Linked DNA regions of Capsicum annuum: region 2 is linked to region 1. Evidence: chromatin contacts called from public Hi-C data. All regions are on one chromosome and are shown on one strand. Each heading gives the region's core, a stretch centred on a gene start, on an enhancer-like site or on the middle of the called end of the contact. The rest is flanking DNA. Distances are from core to core; before and after follow the strand shown. Region 1 holds the start of LOC107842363 (tRNA dimethylallyltransferase 9). Region 2 overlaps LOC124887426 (a long non-coding RNA gene).

What was found. Hi-C and Micro-C count contacts between places; a contact is called where the count stands out from the background.
Region 2: a contact with region 1 is called in a Hi-C map of leaf, with 2.1 times the contacts expected there. The contact joins the enhancer-like site here to the promoter of LOC107842363 in region 1. A contact is called at or near these places in 2 of 5 Hi-C or Micro-C datasets (leaf and placenta).

Annotation. Positions count from the first base shown.
Region 1 is chr9:176,890,114-176,896,283 of UCD10Xv1.1, forward strand. LOC107842363 (tRNA dimethylallyltransferase 9) reads right to left here and starts at 3,191. Exons shown (of 11, transcript XM_016686162.2): 1 at 2,827-3,191; 2 at 2,324-2,377; 3 at 1,685-1,727; 4 at 803-911; 5 at 254-452. The coding sequence starts at 3,090.
Region 2 is chr9:176,990,643-176,996,432 of UCD10Xv1.1, forward strand. It overlaps LOC124887426 (a long non-coding RNA gene), which reads right to left. Exons shown (of 2, transcript XR_007045165.1): 1 at 3,750-5,790. Among protein-coding and RNA genes, the nearest start is that of LOC124887426, 5.9 kb to the right of the region's middle. Within about 2 kb of position 3,734, at least 3 of the 5 cell types and tissues checked have an H3K27ac peak or open chromatin away from gene starts, as enhancers often do. A contact at or near this core is called in leaf, where this site is marked.

The sequences.
Region 1 (6,170 bases), core at 1,941-4,440:
ACCTTTGAGTGCAATCTAATCTCAACTATTTCATAACCACAAGGAGCTCTAACAAAACCAACAGAAATTCTCTCTAAAAGCACATCAATAGCTGACAAGAAAAACTTGTGATTCTCCTTGCAACCACATTGGTAAGCGACAAACCATAACACAGAAATGTGTAATGTCCAGCAGCTCATGCGACACGTATCTGACTAACAAAGAATGGGTTAAAATCAGAGGGATCACGGGTAAAGACACCTTTCTACAATACCTTGACAATTTCAAGCCTACGATGCAAGCGATACCAATCATTTGCCGATAAACACTGGGCACCAGGATCACCAGCTTTAACCAACAACTGAACAGCAGCATCCCAGTCTTCATCATTCTGTAAACTTGCAAGCTCTGAGTGGACTTCTGCAGCAATGTCTCGAGAGGCTTTTGGAACATCTGGCTTCCCATAAATAAACCTTAAACATTAGACAGAATTATTAAGTGAGTTGGAAGATCATGCCCCTTTAGGTTAAGTGACTCAATCGTAGAAATTGTATGAAAACAAAATTCTTGTACATCCAAGATCCAATTCTATCATCAGGTACAGGATATACGCAAGCTTCATTTCTAAGTATAATAAAGCTTTAAATAGATATCTCTCACCACAACTGATTCGCATTACCTAATTCTTGATCTCTCTCAGTCAGTTTTACAGAATGAATCTTCTTGTTAGACAAGTTGCAACCAAAAAGTTCAGCTTTAGTTTGAATGTGTCCTCAATTAAACCAGAAGCTTTCAAGTATGAGCTGTAATATTCAACACATACCACCGCAAATATAATCCAGTACCACCCGCGACTATTGGAACACGGCCCCTATCAAGGATATCTCTGGTAGTTCGCCTAGCATCCTCAAAAAAATCTCCAACAGAATAATCTGATGACATATCCAAAAGAAAAGGAGAAATTTATGCATTAGAATTAAAGGAATTTTTTTTTAAAAGAGCACATCATATAGGGCATACCAGCAGTTTACTAAACATGAGCAAAGAAGACAACAGAAATTTCACTTCGAATTACAGTCCCACCCCACCCAACTTGCGCAGGTTCCTTGTAAACTGACTCTTGATCACAGTGTGAGTTTAGGATTTTGTGTTATTCTGAAAGTACAAATACCAGTTATTCCTTTAATCTCAACGATTTGTATAAACATCGCAAACGCCTAGAGCATAAATGAGCAATGGTGAAATGTTAGTTCATTGCTGAAAATGATACCAGATCTTTCTAAAAAGAAACTGAGAAGTTATCTCATACTGAATAGGGAATTACACAAAGGCTTTATCTAGTCCGGATGTGAAACAAAATTAGCAAGAGAAGCAAGCAATATTTGTGAACTCTCATTACACTTTTGAGTGGTTTGGAGAGAATTCACATCATTTACAACATAAGTTAGACATTTTATTACTTGGAAATTGATCATCAAAAAGATATAATGGTCAATTTGAGGGTTTCAATAAATTGAGGAATTTTGATGTGTTCCCTTCATTGATTTACGCACAAGCGACAAAAATAAGCACCAAATTACAATTTATGACAATGCAAAGGACATAGATCACGCTTCATTGAGTGAAGGGATGTGCTGCACAGCTATTGAAATTCATGCAAATTATTGTTTCATTGCTTCAGACCATCTAATTTAGACAGAAATACCTTCAAATGGATCCACTAGGTCAACCATATGATGTACTACTTCCTGCAAACCATACAGAAAAACAAGCGTCTGTCATGGCAGCACTCTAACACATGATTCTATCAAAATTCATGAAGTATTTTCCATTCCTCAGACGGAACAACAGGTAGTAATGAAGCTCGAGAAGTTAAGTCACTCAGTACACATTCACAAATGAAACCAAAAGGACCAATATTATGCAGAACCCCAAAAAGGGCAAAACATGTTTCATGTTTAAAGCATGCCTCAAGAAATCAGGCAGTAAAACATGCTACTTCCCCTCTACCAGTTGTCACATTTCTGGTTTACACGACTCTTAAGAAAATGTGTTTTGACTACCCTCATTTATTATCTTTAATCACTTAATATGTTATCTCTTTAATCTCTCTTCAATAAATAAAAACAAAGTTATATAAGCAATCAGAATATTGGAGTGTGTGTATATTCAGTATTTTCAAGAATGATTATTAATAAAGGCAAAATGAAAAGAATGCACTCAATTATATCTTGATTTTCCAAAGTAACAACAATTTTGGACCATATATTATTAGTAAGGATGCCAAGTGGCCCCAAGGAAATAATATTAGCACACTACAATTTCAAATGTGTTGAGGCAATACCTCTCTTTCACTTAGGGAAGGCTTTGCTGAACCGACATCAAGCCCTCGATACACCTATAAAGCCAGAGAACAAATCAATTATGCTACCAAACATGCCTCAAGCATAACACTATGTTTGGATGATTGTTACATATTGTTTCATGATGTATCTTATTGTATTGTATTCTGCACTTAATTTCGACAAACACAACATACCCAATGTAGTACCACGAGAGAGCATAGAGAGAATGATTCCGATAGAGCCCGGCTCAAAATAAAACAGTCCAGAAAAAGACTTAATGGAAATACAAGAGATAATAGATAGTACTCCCTCCGATTCAAAAAGACTGACCTACTTTATGACGCCTTTTCTTTTTTGGCAATACTTTAATTTCAACTTTCCATACGGTATTCATTCTTTTTTAAACGGAAAAGCAGATCAGTTCTACAACAAAATAATACTACAATCGAAGAACACAAAACAATAGTTCAAACAAACTGAATTTCCACAAACATAATCAAACCTGTACAGAGTCAGCGGTGATGATTTCACCATTGAGTCGCTTAGCGAGTTGTAATGCTAGCTTGCTTTTGCCGGCACCGGTAGGTCCAGAAATGACAATAACTTTCTCCTTGGTGGAGGAGGAGGAGGAGGAGGTGAAGAAGCGGCTGTGTCTGCGGCAGCAGCGGCGGAAGAAGTGGCCTGTAAGGAGAAGTGTCTCCGCCGCGTATGGACGCCGGAGATAAGTGCTAATTCGAACGCCTCTAGTTCCGATGGGGCTTATCATTTCCTAGACACAGAAAATTTTTTGCAACTTTTTAACTTTATAGTTTCTTTAAGGCCCGTTTGAAATTTTGTTTCCACTCAGGAATAAAAGTGGGGGAGGGCGGGCCGAGGTGGGTACATATTGATCCCGCTAATATTTTCGATTAGGAAAAATCCTTTTGCCACGAAAATTTGGCTCAAATTTAGCCATAAAAATAAATAGATGTTATAAATGTATATCTATTAATATCTAATAAAATTTAGTTGATATCTATCAGTATTTGAAGTATTTTTGTCCAAGTGTGAGCCTACTAACTAGTTAGTACTTGCATGTTATAGCTAGGGCTATTCATGGTTTGGTTAAAAACCAAACCGAACCGCAATCCAAACCAAACTGATATTTGGTTAGGTTTGGTTTGGTTTGATTTTGGTTTTACTCTAAAATAATCGTCAAAATAATCAAACCGAACCGGTAAAAATTATATATATATATATATATATATATATATATATATATACATACATATCTATATGTATATATATGTATACACACACATAAATATGCATATATAAATTATTTATATATTATTCATAAATAAAATATAAATATTTTTTATATTTTAAATTTTAATCATGAATTTAACTTTAATCAAAGCAATTTTAGTCATATTTCTCCATTTATTTATGTACGTTATGAGATTCTATATAATTTTAGCACTTTGAATGACAAATGATACTAATTGTGAAAATTATCTTGTTGTCTATGGGATTTTATAGGTGAGTTTTATTAGACTATTGATAATCACTAGTTTTGAACTTTCTTTTTGGTCCCTATTGAGCAAAAAAATCATGTGTTTACCTTTTGGGGGTTATCATATCATTCTCTTATATGTAGTTTCTAAATACTTTTGTAGAAGCGTTCACATGATGTTGTTCATAGCTTTGCCTAAGTATAACAATAAATTGACATCTTAGTTTTAAGGTTGAAGAACAACACACGGTTGACATCTCATATATTGGATTGGATTTTTTTAAGAAAAATTTCAACTTTTATCATTAACTAAAGTTATAAACCGAAAAATCAAACCGAACCGAACTAAACCGACAAAAACCAAACCGATGGTTATTTTTTGTGTTGGTTTGGTTTGGTTTTAGAAATTTAAAAACCGATTAAGTTGGTTTGGTTATGGTTTTGACCAATAACCGACCCAAACCGACTCATGAACACCCCTGGTTATAGCTTCATCTTATCCCCAGGAATGGATACACGGAAACCCAATTCCTCGGGCACTCAGCTCATTTCCTTCTTCTAGTGTACTCGTGAGCAGCAAGCATCACAGCAAAGGGCATTCCCCGCCACAACAGTTCCACAGGCACCATCGAATGTCTTTTAGTCAAAAACCATCGAATGTCTTTTAGTCAAAAACTATGAGTATTTTCTCTTATAAATAGAAGGGCTAAATAACAATTACTCTATCTTTTCTCTCTACTCCTGTTCTTTATTCTTTATTATTTTAAACACGTTATCAGCACGAGACGCTATCAAATAAGGTGAGATTATAAATCTAATGGTCAAGGTTAGTAATTCCTTATGTTATTTGTATTTTTCTATTAATGATATAATTATTATTGGATTTGAGGAAAAATAATTAGTTTAGAACCATTTATGTTTTAAATTCATTCCTCAAGAATAATATTATCAAAATGGATGATAATATGTTGGGTTCAAGTTCATTGATTTATGCCTAAGATGCTTTTATATGGATAAGACGTTGAGTTTGAATTTCAATGCACCATATTGATGATATTATGATGGTTAAAGCAAAATAATGAGTATTTGGTGAAACATGTCCCATTAAATATGTTTCATTCCTTGAATTGAATGTGGTAGTAATAAATCATATGTATGCCTCAATTTGCTTTTGTAGCTACCAGAATTTGATACGCTTAAGACATGATTATATTCCATTCCTGGGGAATGAGAAACTTATTAATGCAAACGTGTATTTGATTGTGATGGTATCACAACTCGCCTCCAAAAGAGGCTAAATAATTGAGAAAAGTTATTTTGATATCTACTTTTAAAGTAGTAAATCTGAAATTTATTCATGTAATAGTAAATCTGAAATTTACTAAAGAATAAAGGTACATGTCATGGTAAAGTTGAAGTTACTAATATAAAAGTTCATAAATTGATATGAACTATTGCGACATCTCAAAGATGTGCATACTGAGTATGTAACATATATTGAAGAATTAGAAAATTCTTCATTACTTTTAATGTTGCTTGTTCTCATAATAAGTTGGTTGAACCAACTGATATTGAGATTGGATCCCTTAAAATTTAAAAAGTATAAAAGGTGAATATGGGCCCATTCACCAGTCATGTGATCTATTAAGATGCATCAATATAGATGATCACATGTGCTTTTATTGTCAACTTGCAGTTTGACATTTATAAAGTTGTTTGCTCAATAAAATTGAGTTAAGAACATAACTTTCAGATTATGCAATCAAGACAATTCATCTTGACAATCATGGTTTAGCATTGAATGCCTTCAATAAATAGTTAAACCATTAAGAACAAAAGCTCCATGTGTTGGTTTGAAATATTATATACAAAAGTACTTGTATGCATCAAGCCAATAAATTATGATTAATTTTCCCTTAAAGTTGGTTCTAAGTCAGGAATCACACATTGTCCATCTAATAGTTAATGTGCGGTATATGATTAATGAATATACCATGATGCACAAAGATGGATTCCTCAAAGAAAAGGGAGGATATATGTTAGTTTTCCTAACACAAGGGGGAGATTACAAGCAGCTAAAAAAATTTGTTAGGAATTATCATTAGATCATCATTCAAAAGATAATTCAAGTCAAATACCGAAAACATCTCATATTTAAGCTGCAAGTGCTCCTATTTTGTGTCCCTAAAGGACAAAATGTATCCATGCATGAAGTGAGGTAGATCAATCGGTTCTAAATAAAATAATCCTTGAAAAGGATACAGAGAAAATAATCATACTAAGAAGGCAATGTGCTATTAGAACCTACGACATAACACTTCATAAAACCTTATGAGAGGTTTAGGTACCTG
Region 2 (5,790 bases), core at 2,484-4,983, 100 kb after region 1:
ATCTATATTTTAGTTTTATAATATTGACTTACTTTAATCCGACTTAGCTTTGCAAAATTCATTAATCTGACTCTCAATAAGTCAAAACATCACCTAATTTGGGATGAAAGGTATCCCTTTTAACTCAACGTGTTAAATAGTAACATGTAAGGATTTTCATATAAGGGATATAAAAGTTTGATTATATATGTAGCTAAATCCTATTTTATCTTTTAAATGGATAAAACATTTCTTGCAACTCAATTGTTATTTTTTATATTTCCTCCGTCCCAAATTACCCGTCCCAAATTGAGATGTCACATTGATTAAGAAAAATAATTAATAACATGGCTAGTTTACTATAGATCCCTATTAAATGATGTTTACATTTTAATTTGAAGAAAAAGTAATTAATGCAAAGGGTAAAACATGAAATTTTTTTTTGTCTCTTCTTAATTAATGAAAAAAGACAAGTAAAATAAAAAATCAAATTAGGAAATTTGGGACGGAGGAAGTATATAATTATATTTATCAACACAAGACACACGTGCAAAGCAAGTTCAGTTGACTAGTTCAAAGAAAAATGTGCTTCTCCTAAATTACAAATGAGTGAAAGATTAGAGAATAAGTGAGTTTAGAAGAAGAAGATGAATCTCAAACAAAGAACTAAATGTGTAGTGTAAATCTAACTTGAAGCTATTGCGAGTTAGACTTTTACTCTTTTAGACATCCCAACAACATTTGTTTGTAACTTAACAATGGATTTTGGATTTTTAAAATTTTAAAAATTATATTAAAATAATGAGTAAAAGCAAAATGTATGTGAGCAATGCCCTCAAAATAGGATTTAACTACATATATAATCAAATTCTGATATCACTTATATGAAAATCCTTACATATATTTTCCTTTTACTCATTATTTTAATATAATTTTTAAAATTTAAAAAATCCAAAATCCATTATTAAGTTACAAACAAATGTTGTTGGGAAGTCTAAAAGAGTAAAAGTCTAACCATCAATAGCTGCAAGTTAGATTTACACTACACATTTAGTTCTGTGTTTGAGATCCATCTTCTTTTTCTAAATTCACTTATTCTCTAATCTTTTCACTCATTTGTAATTTAGGAGAAGTACATTTTTCTTTTAACTAGTTAAGTGCATGTACTTTGCACGTGTGTCTCGTATTGATAAATATAATTATATATAAAGAAATAAAATTATCAAAAAATAGCAATTGTGTTGCAATAAATATTTTATTTATTTAAAAGATATAATTTGACACTAAAAGTATTTCATCTTAATCAATAAAACTATTAATAAAATGAAAAATTTAATGAATTAAAAATTTTTTGCTCATCAAAAGGAAAAGATTTAGAGAAAAATTAAGCTACAAAGGAGCATTTGTTGTACATATATATCATATTAAATTAAAATATAAGTATTATTAGTACTCTACGATTCAATTTAGGGTTGAGATTAATATTCATAATATAAAATATAAAAGAAATGGAGAAAAAAAGTTATAAAACTAAGAAAACACAAATAAAAAAAACAATTTGTAAGAATATATCATTATCCTTCGTTTTAGTCCAACATCACTCCTTTACCTTTCTATAGTCAATGATCGTACATGAACAAGCTTTTTACTTTCTTCAATTACTCAAAATCAATATTGTATATGTCTTTAATAAAAGAACATACATAATTAGATGTAAATATTTAATGATACACTTACGGAAGTATCATGATGTATATTAAAAGCTTTAACCTCAATTTCTTTGTGACTAATCAATTGACCCACATATGATCGATCAAAAAAATTATTGTGTGAATTATTTCCTTTTAAATAATAAATGTAGATAGATCATAAAACTTTCGAAAATAATAATCATATGCCAATAAAATTAATAGAAATTGAAGGTTCGAGTCACGTTGGAGGATAAATGAAAACTCTATTGATCCTCCTAGGAGATGGGGTGTAAGAAAAAAAAATATTTTCAAACAACATATATAAAAAACTCTCTCTATTTGTGTTCTTATGAATCTTAGAATTTGAATTGAAATTTTTATCCTTACCGTATTCTTCCGGGCGAGGTCATAAGAATCTCAACAATTAAGGATAGAATCTAAAAATATGACAAAACACGCGCAAAAAATTACATAATTAGGCAATCAAACCAACATTTAAAAGCAACGAACAACCAATAGTTGATAAAAAGAATTTCAAAGTGCAAAGAAAATATAAATACAAATTAAATAGAAAAGTAAAGAAACAAAGATTCATACAATTACTCGGATGCTAACATTAAAAAAAATAGAATTTACTTAATTTTTTTTTATATTTTAAGTAAAATTCTTTCCAAAATAATCTACCTATTTTTGTTAAATTATTTTTAAAAAGGGACTCACAAATTCGATGAACAAATAACTATTAAAGTAGTATTTTGCTAGTATTAAAGTTCATATTTGGTTAGTTCCTCAAAGGTGAATTAATAATTGAAAATCAACAAAATTTGTAAGAAAAAAATGTGCGAAAAATACCTATAGTTAGACGAAATTTTCAATTACGCACCCTGAACTTTGTGGGGGTCCTATGACCCCCCCCAGATTATTTTTTACCGTATTTAACTGACATATATTTTTCCCTTATCAAATATTTTTTCCTTACGCGCTCAATGTACGTGAAATACACGCCGCAAAGTTCAGGATGTGAACTGCAAATTTCACTAAAGTATAGATATTTTTCATACTTTTTTCCTTATTTTTAATTATGTTTAAATAAGGAAGGTGAATTAATAATTGAAAATCAATAGTATTTTTAATTATATTTAAATAAGGAAAGATAATAACCAAATTTTAATGGGACACCTAAAGTATTACAAAATAATTAAATAATAATTTAGTAAAATGGTAAATGACAGTTTTGTCTATTGTGAAGTCTTTTAATGAAGACAAAAAATTCAAATCACTTTTCTAAAAAATTTCACACTTTTAATATATTATAGATATACATATAGATTATCTACAATCTATAATCTATATCTATATCTATAATATATTAAAAGTGTGAAGACCCTTAGAAAAGTTATTTGAACTTTTTACCCTTCATTAAAAGACTCTTCTTTAGACAAAACTGTCTTTTCATTATTTTTTTAATTTATTATTTAATTATTTTTTATTATATTAATTAGACTTCTTAAAATATATGAGACTCCTAAAATATATAGTAGAAGAATTAATTAATATTTTCCTTTCTATTAGACTTCCTAAAATATATGGGACTCCTAAAATATATGTTAGGAGAATTAATTAATATTTTTCTTTCTACTATTCAATTCGAAAAATACTCCTAAAATAAAACTCTATTAAGGAAATACTTCTATAAATATTGAGATGTACGTGAACAAACCGACTTGCCTATTGGGAGAATATGATTGATGCTCATCTAACTTAATTTGATTGTATGTCTAGATGGTGGATGCTTCATTTTCTAACCCTCAACTTCTTTACTATTATTGTCAGCATAATAGGATTCAACATGTGTGTATTTCAAACCAAGGTCTCCAAATAAGTATTCAGGGGGTCACCAAGATAAGTCTGCTCCATCCATATCAAATGTATTTACAGCTCTTCAACAAGATATTAAGACCACAACTAGTTGTCCAGGCAATAATAAGGGTAGGTTCATGTCATTACCATAACAACTAGAGGATAATAGAGTGCAATATGACCAAGTAATAGCAGAAGACAGTGACAAGAACTTGTTACCTAATTTTAATAAGGAGAACCAGCTGGATAGATCTTAAGACAGTGCATTGCCCGATGAGGTGTGAATCCTGTAGGGGTATCAAACCCTAAGAATATGATCTTTGAACAGATACAAGATTAGTTGCCTGCTTAGGAAATGGAAATTAGGGGTTATGCTTCCGCTTTGTTACATGAGGCCACCCATAACTTTGAACAGGTGATAGAGCAATCTAATGCCAAAGAAAGAGAACCCCAGAGGTTTCTCAAGGATCTTGATAATGAGTATAGAGTAATAAACTCTAAAGACGAGACTGATGAAATCAACTTGAGTCATTTAGAGAAGACTAAAGAAATTGTGTATGATGTATTTGACCCCGGTAATCAAGAGAAATCTGCAAAAGAAGCGACTCACTTGGCCAACCAACATGGACTATTTCCCAGGGGATCTTTAAGAAATTCAAGGAAAAGAACCAAGCATACTGTAGCTAACTTGAATGGGCACACAACTAGACCTCTTACCGATCTCTTTCCCATAAAATAATCAATTGATCAGTCATCATGTTTGGAATACAAGGGGTATATTTACCCAAGGTGTTCTGGAAAAACTTTAACAACTCACAAATATTCACCATATCTCTCTGATTGCAATCCTGGAACCTTTCTCCAATAATATTCATCTGGAAACTGCCAAAAGAAATCTTAAGATGGAGCATGCCCTGTGCAACTCTAATGACAAAATTTGGATCTTTTGGTCCATGAATATCTCTTGTGACATCATTACTATTGATGATCAGCAGATTACATGCTCTATTACGCATTCTGCTTTGCATCAATCCTATCTAATGACTTTTGTTTATGCTAAGTGCAGAGATACACTTAGAAGACCTTTGTAGACTAAGCTGGTTCAAATGTTTACAACAACTTTACCTTGGTGCACTATTGGAGATTTCAATGTGAATATTGAATTTAGTGAAAAATGGAAGGCATCCCATATGATATGAGGAAGAGCTTTGACTTCTTAGGGGTGATTGAGGCTTGTGACTTGTCTGACTTGGGTTTCAATGGTCCTAAGTTTACTCAGTCCAATCTATGATATATTTAATTTAGAATATAAAAAAGATTGGACAGAGCTATGGTATCAGATGATTAGTTGAGAGATATGCCAATGACTAACATTACTCACTTGTCTTCTGTGGGATCTGATCATTGCCCTTTGCTGTTAGAAATACATAAAAGGGTGGAAGCACAGACTAAATATTTCAAATTCTTGTACTGTTGGGTGGAGTACCCCACATTTCTTACCACTGTGGAAACTTTCTAGCAATCACCCTATGAGGGAACACCTATGTGGAGATTTCACCTAAAAATGAAAAAACTAACTTCTACTCTAAGTAAGTGGTCTAAAAAGGTTTTTGGTGACATATATGCCAATGTGAAAAGTTATGATGAAAAGGTCAAGGTTGCTGAAGAAATCTTAATCCTGAATGGTGATGATGAAAACAGATTGGAATTTCACAAAATACAAGCTGAGTATATTAGACACCTCAAAGTGGAGGATGTTATTTTAAGATAGAAATCTCAGCTGCATTGGTTCAAGTATGGTGATGCCAACTCCAGTTATTTTTATGCCTTTATCAGAGGTAGAAAAGAAAAAATGTTTATACATAAAATCAAGACTGAGGAAGGGGCTTAGATTCAAAGGGATACTGATATAGCTGCAGCTGTAGTTTAATATTTTCAGGATATCTTTATAAGAGCAACAGAGTTTGTGCCTGAGGAAATGCTTATTAATATTCTTAAATTGATAACAGATGATCAGAATGAGAAACTTAGGCTATCCCTATTATGGAGAAAGTAAAGGTTGCGGTTTTCTCAATGAGTAACCATTCAACAGCAGGCCCTGATGGTATGAATGGTAAATTTTTCCAATCCTGCTGGCATATTATTGGTATGGATCTGTTCTAAATGGTTCTTGCTTTCTTTTGTGGTCAGGATTTACTTGAATATTTCACTCATAAATATCTAATCTTTCTCCCTAAAGTGCCACATCCTAACAAACTAT